2 separate regions of the Mus musculus genome follow, and region 2 is linked to region 1. Evidence: chromatin contacts called from public Hi-C data. All regions are on one chromosome and are shown on one strand. Each heading gives the region's core, a stretch centred on a gene start, on an enhancer-like site or on the middle of the called end of the contact. The rest is flanking DNA. Distances are from core to core; before and after follow the strand shown.

Region 1 (6,007 bases), core at 1,964-4,463:
GGCAAGAAAAGATGTCCTTGCTGGAGAATGACATTTCCTGCCTGTGCTCTCGACATTCTCTGCCTTTCTGACCCTTCCAGTTTGAACAGAGGAAGAGAGATGAACAACAAGAAGAGAAGGTGAGGGAAAAGAGACAGAGACAGAGCTAGACCTATAGAAGCAACAGAGACAGATATGAGAAAGATGAGGCAAGAGAGAAGAGAAAAGAAGAAAGAAAGATAACAGGGGTAAAAGGGGAGATGAGAAGAGATAGGGAATACAGATGGACAAGGTTTTCTCGGGTGCTCAGAATACATCTTAACTGCCCCAGGCACAAGCACGAACCCTCGTGGGAATTTTGTTCATCAGAGTGGGCCTGTGAATACCTGCCAAGTAGCCCGTATACTAGCCATATAAATGGAAACAGGTGACTGCGCCCTGCAGTCCTTTAAAAGTATCCGAAGTGTTCCCTTGGGAAAGAGCACTGGTAAACAGGAAGTGAAGGGGCACACTCTGTGCAGTGAGAGTACTTCAACCTGCAAGCCTTCTGATTAGCCAGGACAATTTGGGGCAGTGAGGGACACAGGAGAGAAGAGGAACACTGATTACCTTCTAACCGCATGCATCTTGAGTGTGAGGTATTACTAGTTTGCCAAGGAAAGGCTAGCATTAGTACAGAGACGCTAAAGGCACAAATGAAAGAGGTCAGGCGAAACGACATTTCCAGAACCTCGAGGGTAAGCCAGGCATAGTTTATGATCTCTGTACATGGCTCAGGCCAAGACTATTGTGGAACCCTTTCCATGACACAGGCACTAGCCTGGCTTGAAAAATAAAAATCAGTGACATAATGGACTCAAGGAGAGGATGGAAGTGTGGCACACTTGTCTAACAGCAGCAGATGTCCTTAACACACATGAACTTCTGAATCTCTTCCAACCCAAGTAGGAGGAAACAGCTTCCTTTAAGCCATCTTCTGCTTCCACTTGTAAAAATCCTCTTTTCTTTTGTCTAACTCATTTCTGAGACCCTGCAACCAGAAACCGCCTTGCTCAGGAAGAAAGCATGGGTCAAGACATATTCACCACAAACCGAAGGGTACAGGACTGCAGAGGTGGCAACCAAAGGGTTGTCCTGTTCTGCAGGGCTTCACAATAGCACAAGCCCCCAAGACCACAAAATGAGAGCACGTGGGATAACTTACCCAAAGTGACTGGATAAGGTCATGGAAATACAGAAGACAAGGAGGGTTTGGGTCATGATAAATCTAGAGAGCATTCCATTGTCCATTCCCAGTAAGAATAATAGTCGAAGCAGATGAATTTGGAAGAAAAACTGTTCTTGCCTCCAACTTGATCTTGACGCTGAAAGTAGACAAAAGGGAGAAACACATGAACACGGATGTTCCCGTCACTACAGTGAATCCAACCATGCTGCTGCCACAGTGAAGCTGACAAAGACTGAAGCCTGGCCCTTGTTACTAGCAGACTGTGCCAGCTCAGTTTGCACCATCTCCTCTGGGCAGCAAGGCGGTGTAAAAAGGTGACAGTTGCAGCTTTAGTTCACTTTTACAGAGTGTACAGTCGTTTTAATAGACTGATTGCATCCCTTAATATTGTACTGTTTTAGCAGGGTATAAATGACCCAATTATTAACATAGGTCTCAAAGTTATCTGACAATTGCATTTTGCATCTATCAAATCCACAAGTTAGATAAATTTACCTTTCTGAAATATTTGCCACACGTTCAAAGCCAGCAAGCTGCTTCTTGTTCTGCAAGGTGCTGAAAGTGTGTGGGAAGAGGGGGAAAGGCACATGTCAGAAACACGTCTTCTATAGGATCGCAATGGTAGACTTGCCGGTGAGGGTCAGACTTTCTGGGTTGGCATTCTGCCCCCAGGACTACATGGCTTAGTAATCACGACACTTGGAACATATCTCTGTTCTTAGCTAGACGCTGGTTAGCGCAGTGGTAATCCAAGCAAGCACTGACCCTGGGCCAGCAGCAACCTTAGAGAAGGCACATAACATCTCAACATGCGCATAACGCAAATAGATGCTCAATGCACACGAGCAAGCCAGAGTTCCAAAAGAAACACATTTCTACGGAGACACCCCCCAACCCCAAAGTCCAGAACTGAAAAACCACACAACAGGTACTTCCATCTCGAAGGATAAGGCCCTCTGAGATTCCCTTCAAGAATAGAAGGCTGGCATGCGGTGGTCGCTTGGGCGAATCCTAGGGCTCGGCGCCGGTAGCCAGGCGAGTCTAGGCGGCGAGCACGCGGCGCCGCATGCAGGAAAACCCGGGCGGTGCCTTCTGCTGCCCCTGAGCCCCCGACTTCTCGATCCCCACAGCGAGACTGCTCTCCCTGGGGCCCCCCAGATTCCGGTGCGAGCTCACCAGTGCTGGCGCACAGCGCAGGTGGGATAAGGGGTGGCACTGCGGAGCCGCAGCCTCCGCCACCCCGCACCTGCTGCCGCTCCGCAGCGCCACCGGACACCTCTGGTGGTCCTGCCCTCAGGCTCGTCCCTCCAGACCTCCTTAGCCCCCAAGCCCGCCAGCTGAGCGCTCGGCAGGCAGCGCCTTCTTCCTCTGCTGCGCGCGGTGCAGTGGCGGCGCAGCCAGAGCCCGGCCTCGAGCAACCCGCGCGACAGGCGCGCGACACCAAGTGGGGCCCGCGCCCACCGCGCGCCCCTGCTCCTGAGCGGGAGCCGCCTTCCAGGCCGGCGAGCTCCACGACGGCCGCAAGCAGCAGCTCTCTGCTGTCCACCGCGAACCAGGAGGCGCTGCGCCCACAGCCCCGTCCAGCCGCGCCACCGGATCCCCTGCCCTCCGTGCTGGTGGCCTCCGCAGTCTCCGGGCAAAGTTTGCACTGCGGGATCCGAGAGCGCCCAACTGCCCTGCGCTCTTCCTGATTCTGAGGCCGGGGTGCCCGCAACGGTGGCCGCCGCAGCTCCTTACCCTACGCGCGGGCCCCGGCTGGCGAGCCGTCGGCGAGGGCGCATCCTGCTTCGCCGCCGCCCGCTGTCCCTGCGCGGCTGGCTGGTGCGGTGTCACCGCCCCATACTGCCGGAGCGAACTTGCCCGGCGCTCGGCGCCGAGGAGCCCCGGAGCCCTGCGCTCCCGCTGCCGCCTTGCGGCTCTGTTCCGCGCCGCGCCTGAGGCCGCGCGTTGCCCCGCTGCAGATTCCCCCAGCGCCCCCGGCGGACTCGCGCTCGCTCTCACCTCTCCAAAGCGCCACATGTCGTCTCTGGGTTTGAGGAACGTCCCTCTGCCTAGGCGCCCGGTAGAGGCCGCCAGACTCTCATCAAATGCACGGCCCCCGGCCCCCGCTCAGCCCAGGAAGCGGGCATGGGAGCTACTGTCTGACCCGCTTCGGGAAAGACCATGTTTCTGCTGAAGTTGCTTGTGGGCATTGGAAGCATATTTGGTTCCCCCTGGAATAATCGCTAGTCACCTTTTAGGACAGAGGAGGCAAGGTGTGGGGACTGACATCAGCATCTGTAACCTAGGTGGATGCTTATGTCAGGTAGGATGGCCAGCACTTTTTGTTCTAACTCAGGAGCAACCTTGAATTTACCCAGCCATTCTTTTCAGAAAGAAACTGGTGCAAGAGAACCCTCATCATTTAATTCACGAAGAGTAATTATTGCTGGATCTTACAGTGAAACCCTTTCACAATAGCAGTGCATGTTTAGGACGTTAGTGAAGACTCATTCCTTGATAAGCTATAGCATCCTTAATGCAGATACAGAGTATGGGGTCGCAGATATAAAAGTAGGTCACAGGCGGTGCAAAGCTTTTCTGTGCCCCTCTGGGGGCTGGAAGGAAGATATTACCTTCTCAGCGGGCACTTGCGGTTGATTAACGTGTTGGTCCAATGTCAGTATCATAGTTTATGCGAGACAAGGGCAGCCAGGACCAATTACGACTGGGAAGAAAAGGCCCTTTCAAATGTTACACAAACTGGACGCGGAGGCAGCTCCTTTCTCTACTGCAGTGTGTTGTTTCCACTGGAGTAAGCTTAGAGCTTGCTTAGCGTACAGAAAGCACTGGGTTCCATTCCCTGCGCTATGTAATCCCCGCACTGTTGGCATATGCCTGCAATCCCAGAACCCAGGAGGAAGAGCAGAAGCTCAAGGTTATTGTGCAGTCTACTGAGTTCTATGCCCTCCTGGTATCCATGCTAACCTGTCCAAAACAAAACAAAACACCAGAAAAGACTTGAATCGAAATCCTGGGGTTTGCTTCGGTGTTGCAAATTTTGTGGGGCACAGACTGTTCAGTGACTTCTAAGTGACAGCACGAACAGTCAAATCTCTCTCTCCCTGTTGGATCCTTCTTTAACAGCGCTGAGCAGAAAAGCCCACCCAAGCCTCTACCCATTCTCCAGTTGGGCCAAAGTACTTAATGGCACTTTTACACATTATAGAAACTCTGATTTTTCCAAAATGAGAACCTGTAAAATTATTTCAGAAACAGGATATAAGTATTACCTTTTTTGCACACATGTAATAGAGCTTACCATGACTATATAGTTAGCCATAGTCTTAAATGACTCTGAGACAAGGGATTCTTCTTGATAGAACATATTCATTCATTCAAGTGGCTTTTCTAAGATGGATAAATTGCACACATGGATTTCTCCATTTGCTGAGTTCTCTGAAGATGTGCCACTAGGATAAAGTTCCCTGAGTAGTCTATAGTTAAGATTCTGAAGGTCCCCTGAAGATTCGGGTTCTAGAGTCTTGATTACCTGCTAGTGAGGCAGGTGGGGAGTGGTGTTAGGTGCTGGGCCATCAGAAGTGTACCCTTGAAAGGGAATAGAGGGCAACCCCTCCTTTTACTGGTTGCTCCTGATGAGCACCATCCTGAAACCCTGCCCTCCCAGCTGCAGAGGACTAACTAGCCACAAACTCAGAGGCAATGCCACGGAAATCCCTAGGACTCCTCCTCAAAGGGACCTTTTCTTCTTGCAACTTGTCTATTCTGACTTTTTTTCATCATGGTGGATGCAAATATAACATAATAATTAAAATCACCAAATTTTTAAACAGTCAATTTGAAATTATAACTAGCTTAATAGGCTTTTCACTTATTGTGTGTTAATTCTAGATTTACAAATGCCAAGGCATCTGCTATTCTCTTAACTAAACAGCATAATGCAAGCAGGAAGATTTAAACAATTAGTGAGTGGAAAGCTGAGCACAAAGTGGCTAGGACTATTTTGGAAAAAACAAAACCATGTACTAATGAAATAACTTCTGTATTTATCATAGTAATGAATATTTTTTTTTCGTGTGGAATCTGGATGTATTTTTCAAATTGAGCATCAGACTTTTTATGCAGAAGACAATAAGGAAGTTGGGTGACATATTCGCAAGGTACAAATGAGGTAACCGGAATCTTACATAAAACAGGAATGCAAACACAAAAGGTCTAACGGGAACTACCTGGGATAGAATTTATTGTTAACAACTGGGATAAACAAGAGCTCTACCTAAGATTCACTAATCTTAGAAGCCAGGGTCAAGGGCTACTTGCCATAGTTCCTATTTTAGTCTATTGTATAGTCCACCTTCCCCTTAGGCCATTGTAAATACATGTGTATGGGTATAACTTCGCTATAGTTCTAAGTATCTATTCTGGTTCCTCCTTTGGTCTGAAACTTCCTTCTTCCTAGTGATGGTAAATTCCTGTATAAGGGAGTGACCCTGATTTTATAGTGTAGTCATAGTAATGAATATTAATTCTCCATGAACTAAATATTAACTGTCAAGCTTTTCTTTTGACAGACTACATTCGCTATTTCAGTGTTTTGGGCCATCCTTTCATGACAACACATTTAAACATAAAAATGAAAATTATGATCAATAAGATCAATTACTTAAAACTAATGAAACTGAGTATGGGCACACACCTAGAAGCCCAGTACCTGGGCAGCTGGAGGAGAGCTGTGATTTTGAAGTCAGCCTAGGTTACAACACTATCTCTAAATCAAGCCATCACCAACCAAACCCTTGT
Region 2 (6,007 bases), core at 1,832-4,331, 740 kb after region 1:
TGAACCCATTCAGTCTCCACACCTCAGTTCCCAGTGGCTATTAAACACGGTTAAAAGACTCATGAAGGTTTTGTGCTTCTGCAATTCCCCTTCCTGTTGTCATTAAGTGTGTCTTTCATTCTGTTTTCTGAAGCTTTTGTTATAATCGAACCACAGCTTCACAAACTTCTTTAGAAGTTTAAATTAGAAATGTATTTTGAAGTGGAAATGTACCGCCCAGTGTTTATCAGAAGGGCTTTGATCTGATAGTCGACTACACCAGTGAGAGGCAATGGATCTCTCTTACAAATATTATTTCTAGTAGGATCAAGAGTTCAGTGAAGATGGAATTTTCTCAAGAAGCTTAGAAAAGTTTTCTTTTTCTAGTCTAAGTTGGAAAATGCCATGAAATCAGCCAGAAATGGAGTATTCTTTCTGAGACATTTGGGAACATGAAGAAAACCTCACTCAGATTAAAGCCAAGGCCAACGGCCTCCAAACCAAATCATGTAGCCAAGTTAAAAGCACAGGTATGCTTCTGTTCTAGCATGGTTTTTAATTGAAAATAAGTTTTCGTCATTTCAAAACCAATATGATACCCTTATAAAACAGAAAACTGAGATTAACAAACTAAAATGATGATATATTCTACCGTCTAGACATGACACCCCCAATGATAGGCTTACACATCCTTGTTTTTACAATGCACACATATACACCATTACAGCTTTACTGAAATGAACCAGTTATGTTTTATAAAAATGAAGAAAGAGAAGGAATATGTTTGGTGGATGTGCAGTCAGGTGTGGGGGGAGGGGGTGTTTCTGTGGGTCCATGCTGAGGCATCCCTTCACCCTGAGGGACCAACCAGTCAGTATTGTATAGACCAGTATAGTATAGAATAGAGTTTATTCACGGCATGGGGAGGGGAGCTGAGAGGGTAGTAGAGACAGAGAAATGGGGAGAGAGAGAGAGAGAGAGAGAGAGAGAGAGAGAGAGAGAGAGAGAGAGAGAGAGACAGAGAGAGAGAGAGAGACAGAGAGAGACAGAGAGAGACAGAGAGAGACAGAGAGAGACAGAGAGACAGAGAGAGACAGAGAGAGAGTGTGTAGAGGAGTAGAGGCTGGCCATGAGCACATGGAGAGAGAGGGGAGAGGGTAATAGGGAGAGGGGAGCAGGAACAAGGGTCAGAGCAGGAGCAAGAGAACAAGAGAGAGAGGAGGGGGCAACCAGCCCCTTTTATAGTGAGTCAGGTACACCTGGCTTTTGCCAGGTAACTGTGGGTCAGAGCCTAGACTAAATGCCAACAGAATCTCTCTTAGTTAGGCTTTCTATTGCTGTAATAAAAGTCCGTGACCAAAAGCAGCTTGATGAAGAAAGGATTTGTTTGGCTTATGGCTTTCAGTCTAATACCAGGAGAACCCAAGGCAAGAATTAAAGGCAGGACTTGATGCAGAGATCATGGAGGTATGCTGCTTACTGAGTTGGTCCTCATGGCTTACTCAGCCTGCCTTTTTATACACCAAGGAATGCCTGCACAGAGGTGACACTGAGCACAGTGGGCTAGGTCCTCCCATATCAATCATTAATCACGAAAATGTCCTATAGAATGGCCCACAGGTCAATCTGATGGAGACATTTTCTCAACTGAGGTTCCTTTTCACAGATATGTCTAGGCTGTTGACAGAAACCAACTAGTATATAATCTTAAATTAACAACATACATTTGAAACTTTAGTTATACCTATAAAGTATCTAGTTTTCTATCGTATAAAATTATCCTTTATAACTGTTTCTGATTAATTCAGAATCCAGATTCACATGTATGTGTTAAACTTATGAGCAGCTCATTTCCATTCATTTGCAACAGTGTACTTCCTGATCCTATATCTTTCTTTATTAATAGCTAGCTGATCTATTTAATACAGTAGGTTATTTATCACACTAACCTACTGAAGAAGAAATTCAGAGTCTGTTTGAAGTAAATATTCAGCCTCTGGATATAGTGTAGCCATAACCAATCCAGTCTTCCAGCTCTTGTAGTTTCTGTAAGGTGGCAGCTGGTTCTGAAAACCAACAGATCCACACAGAATTAGCTGACCAGCACTTGTCCCTTCATGTCCAGCACTTGACCCTTGTCACCTCAGAAGGTATGACATCTTGCTGATCCATGGTTAGTGATAGAAACCACTAATGGAACTAGAGTGGAAACAACTGAACCCAGCAAGTGCCTTGTGAAATTCAACACATTCCAACCCTAAAATATTTGAAACCAGCCATGAAAGTACTAAGTTCCCCACAAGAATGGTTTTAACAGTACATAATAATCTTTATAATAGATGATGTCATGAGAGTGGCTTAGTAGAATGGGATGTCTTTGTTTCTTTATATCTGCTTGTGTCTCACATAAATTACAGTTGAGTTCATTGCCTGTGGGCTTTAGTCATCTCATGCATAGTTCCTGCTGAAAACATTAAGATGAGGAGGCCCGGATTTGGAAGCAGTGGTATGAGTTTTAATTACATTATTCTAGTATTCTTTTTTTCTGAGGTTAGTGGTTGAATATGTTTCCTTCTTACACAGTAGCACTTGGGTCCTTTCCATATGTGTTCCTCAGTTTGTGAATGGTTTTGATTCTTTTTTGTAAGTGGTACCTTATACCTTCTGGTGTTTCCCATATGAGCATTTCTTGAGGGACCAGAGATTTAGTTAAAAATAACTAAGTGAACTTAAATTATACTCCCAAGATCCTTGACTAAATGGTGAATTTAGAATTAAATCTGTTAAAAAGTTAAAAGTTATCTTTGTTAATTTATAGTGACTAAAGAGACCAGAGGTATAGAAGAGTAAGTCTCTACTAGAAATGTTAAACTATTCAGAGCAATCTCTTCATACCTACTTGGAAAACTCAGGAAAAATTAGTATTTCTTTTCCCTAAAAATTAAAAAGAAATTGTTTAAGCATATTTCAGACATGAACTAGAGCTGGTTTAAGCTCAGATTTTTACTTCCTCTTACTGGAAAACTGGATGTAGCCTCCCACATCTGAGTTCTCAGGTCCATCTGTTCCACCAACGTGCTTAGAATATTGGAATTGATTTAATGGGAGGCGACTTGGCAACACTACAGCCAGATGGACGTGGGACACATGCAAAAAGGAAGGCAATGCTCCCCAGAAAGGATTGTCCATCAGGACAGAATTAGCCAAACAGCTTCTTTAAGCCCACAAAGTTCCCAGGCTTGGCAGCAGATTTCATACAATACTCAGAATATAGACTTAAAGATGGGATTTTGCCCAAAAATAAAAGGCACCTTGGATATGATCTGGCAATACAAACCTCAAAGTCCTTCTAAAGGGGCAAAGAGGAATCAAGAATTTTGTATGGACACTGTGATTGACACAGTCACCTAACGTCTAGCTTTCCTGTCTGCTGTTTGGGTCTCACCACTTTCTTGCTTGAGGCTTTTCCTGTTCTCCCATGTCCCAGGTTGACCTGGGATCTAATGTAGGTCTTCTCTGCTTATCTCTCTCTCCTATCTTAGTCTGGGCAGTTTCAGATGGTGTGGCCCTTAAGAGCATACCTAACCCTTCCTTATTCTGGTGATTGAAATATCTTGGTTTTTCTCTATCTCCAGTTAGGCACATTATTGGCTCTAGATGTGTAACCTAATCTATATTTCTAGTGTCTAACTCATATAGGGAGCCTAGCTGAATTTTATTTGTGAAATAATTCTTACCCTGCTTTTGAGGGCTTTGATATATGGTATATATATATATATCCCAGGAAGAGTGACAGATTTTATTTCTGTGCTTATTCTGCCTTCTGATAAGTGGTTTTCATTAATGTATATATTGTAAAGGGTTTTATTATTCATTTTTTAGAAGCAATGGGTCAGCTAGTCTCTCTTCAAAGAAGAAAGAAAAGCTGGGATACTTGGTGTGCTTGGGATACTGAGCCAGCTTGATGGACACATGTTAGGTTACTCACTCAGTGAGGCTTTGGTCCTTCCATGGCATGGCTGCTTCTCTTGAAAATTATTGTCATAGCCCTAAAGTGTCTGATTCTATATGTGTGGGATCTGACCGAGGCAGCTTTCTGGCCATTCTACTGTATCTCCCAGTTAAGAACTACACAAATAAAACTGAGCAAAAAAATGCGAGCTAAGCACTATACACAAAGTTAGGGTACCTCTAAATCTAACCAACGGAGAATAGAAGAAACTAAGTACAGAGGTGGAGTTGGAGAATTTCTAATAGGATTTCTAGACAAAATTACCTTAAAACCAAAAAGGATTATAGATAGGTAAAGGAGTTAGCAAGACTTGTTGTGTGGAAGGCTACATAAATATTCCAAAACTGGCATAGCAAGATTTCTCAGGGAAGGAGGGCATGAACTTTCCAACATGAGAATTTCTTTAAAAAAATATTTCTTTCTTTTTTAAAAAGATTTACTTTATTTATTTAATGTATATGAGTGCTTTATCTGCATGTATAACTGCATGTCAGAAGATGGTTGTAAGCCACCATGTGGTTGCTTGGAACTGAACTCAGAACCTCTGGAAGAGCAACCAGTGCTTTTAACCACTGAGCCATCGCTCCAGCCCCCAGATTGATATTCCTTTTTGTTGTTGGTGTTTGGTGTTGGTTTTGGTGTTTTCAAGACAGGGTTTCTCTGTATAACCCTGGCTGTCCTGGAACTCACTCTGTAGACCAGGCTGGCCTCGAACTCAGAAATCTGCCTGCCTCTGCCTCCCAAGTGCTAGAATTAAAGGCGTGTGGCTACCACTGCCTGGCGCCAGCTTGAGATTCTTACACTGACCTCACTAGGTAGTTATAGTTTATAAAATCAAGCACAATCCTATAGAGTGCACCCACTGAGTAGATTTCCATTTGACTAGTGAATATGTAAAAAATAGTAAAGAAACCAGAGGCGACCTAGATTGGGGCATTACAAGAACTTGGGGATCAGAAATAATGGATAGGGATGAAACTCTGGAGGACAGAAAGACAGCAGCAGCCTTTCGATAAAGCTATTTCTTAACTGGACACTGTTCCCAAATCAGATGGTGCAACCAGTTCCACATTTCAGAGCAGTGTCACTCTACCATGGTATTGCTTCCTGGTAGCAAGCTCTTATTCACATATTGATCTCAACCACAGCACATGCCCTCATCCTTTTGACTCATTGCTTACATAGCTTTCTCATCCTAGTAGCTGCAAGGCTAAACTACTTTCTCTATGAAACATAAGATTACAAAAGTACATAAATATTGCTGAAATTGATGACTTCTTTGGTAGTAATGTGAAAAAAAAATCCATTTTCTTCCTTAGTTTCTCACAAGACAGAAATGCCTCAAGAGAAGACTATCTCCTATAGCATCAGACCATTAGTATGATCAACAGTATACTTCAAAGACTTTCTTCTCACAACAAGAAGCTGGCTATGCCTTCTAGAAGGCCTTAAAGTTGAGAAAGACACATTTACTCTGTAAATGTATAGATTTGGAACTGTAGAGGCCTGGAATTCACTCTGCTAACCACAGGTACATGGAGATTCCACAGTGATCTCTCCTTGGGCAGCTAAGTGGATGCAGAAAGAGACAAGGATTTAGGTAAATTGAAATCAAAAGAACAGAATGCAAGGAAAAATACAAGGAAATAGAGACCCATTTCCAGTATATGAGTGAGCTAATGAGTGGCTTCACAGATGATGAGAAAGAAAGTGGCTCACCATACACTCACCTCAACTTATAACCACTGATACATTTAAAATGTAACCAGAAATAGTTGTCCTCCTTTCCTAAGTGACCTGAATGCTTGAATGTCTATATTTGCATATCCAAGTGCTTTAATATGAAGCAGACTATTAACCTGAGAAAAGATCTTTCCAGGGAAGAACACCTGACAAAGACCAGAAACTTGGAATCAGGGGATGCTATGATGAGAGAGTCACAGCCCTGTGTAATAGGAACATCTGCTCCAGGAGACCCACTGACAACGAAGCTAAGGTGGAGGCAACTAGTGCTAG

What was found. Hi-C and Micro-C count contacts between places; a contact is called where the count stands out from the background.
Region 2: a Hi-C map of cortical neurons shows a contact between it and region 1. The contact joins the enhancer-like site here to the promoter of Gabra5 in region 1. A contact is called at or near these places in 1 of 39 promoter capture datasets (hippocampal neurons), 3 of 484 Hi-C or Micro-C datasets (cerebral cortex and cortical neurons) and 2 of 115 datasets of contacts at active chromatin or transcription factors (astrocytes and forebrain).

What each region holds. Positions count from the first base shown.
Region 1 is chr7:57,506,796-57,512,802 of GRCm38.p6, forward strand. Gabra5 (gamma-aminobutyric acid (GABA) A receptor, subunit alpha 5) reads right to left here and starts at 3,214. Exons shown (of 11, transcript NM_001362162.1): 1 at 2,945-3,214; 2 at 1,703-1,762; 3 at 1,184-1,343. The coding sequence starts at 1,269.
Region 2 is chr7:58,244,365-58,250,371 of GRCm38.p6, forward strand. No RefSeq gene overlaps it. Among named protein-coding and RNA genes, the nearest start is that of Gm26288, 99 kb to the left of the region's middle. Within about 2 kb of position 3,082, at least 6 of the 459 cell types and tissues checked have an H3K27ac peak or open chromatin away from gene starts, as enhancers often do. A contact at or near this core is called in cortical neurons, where this site is marked.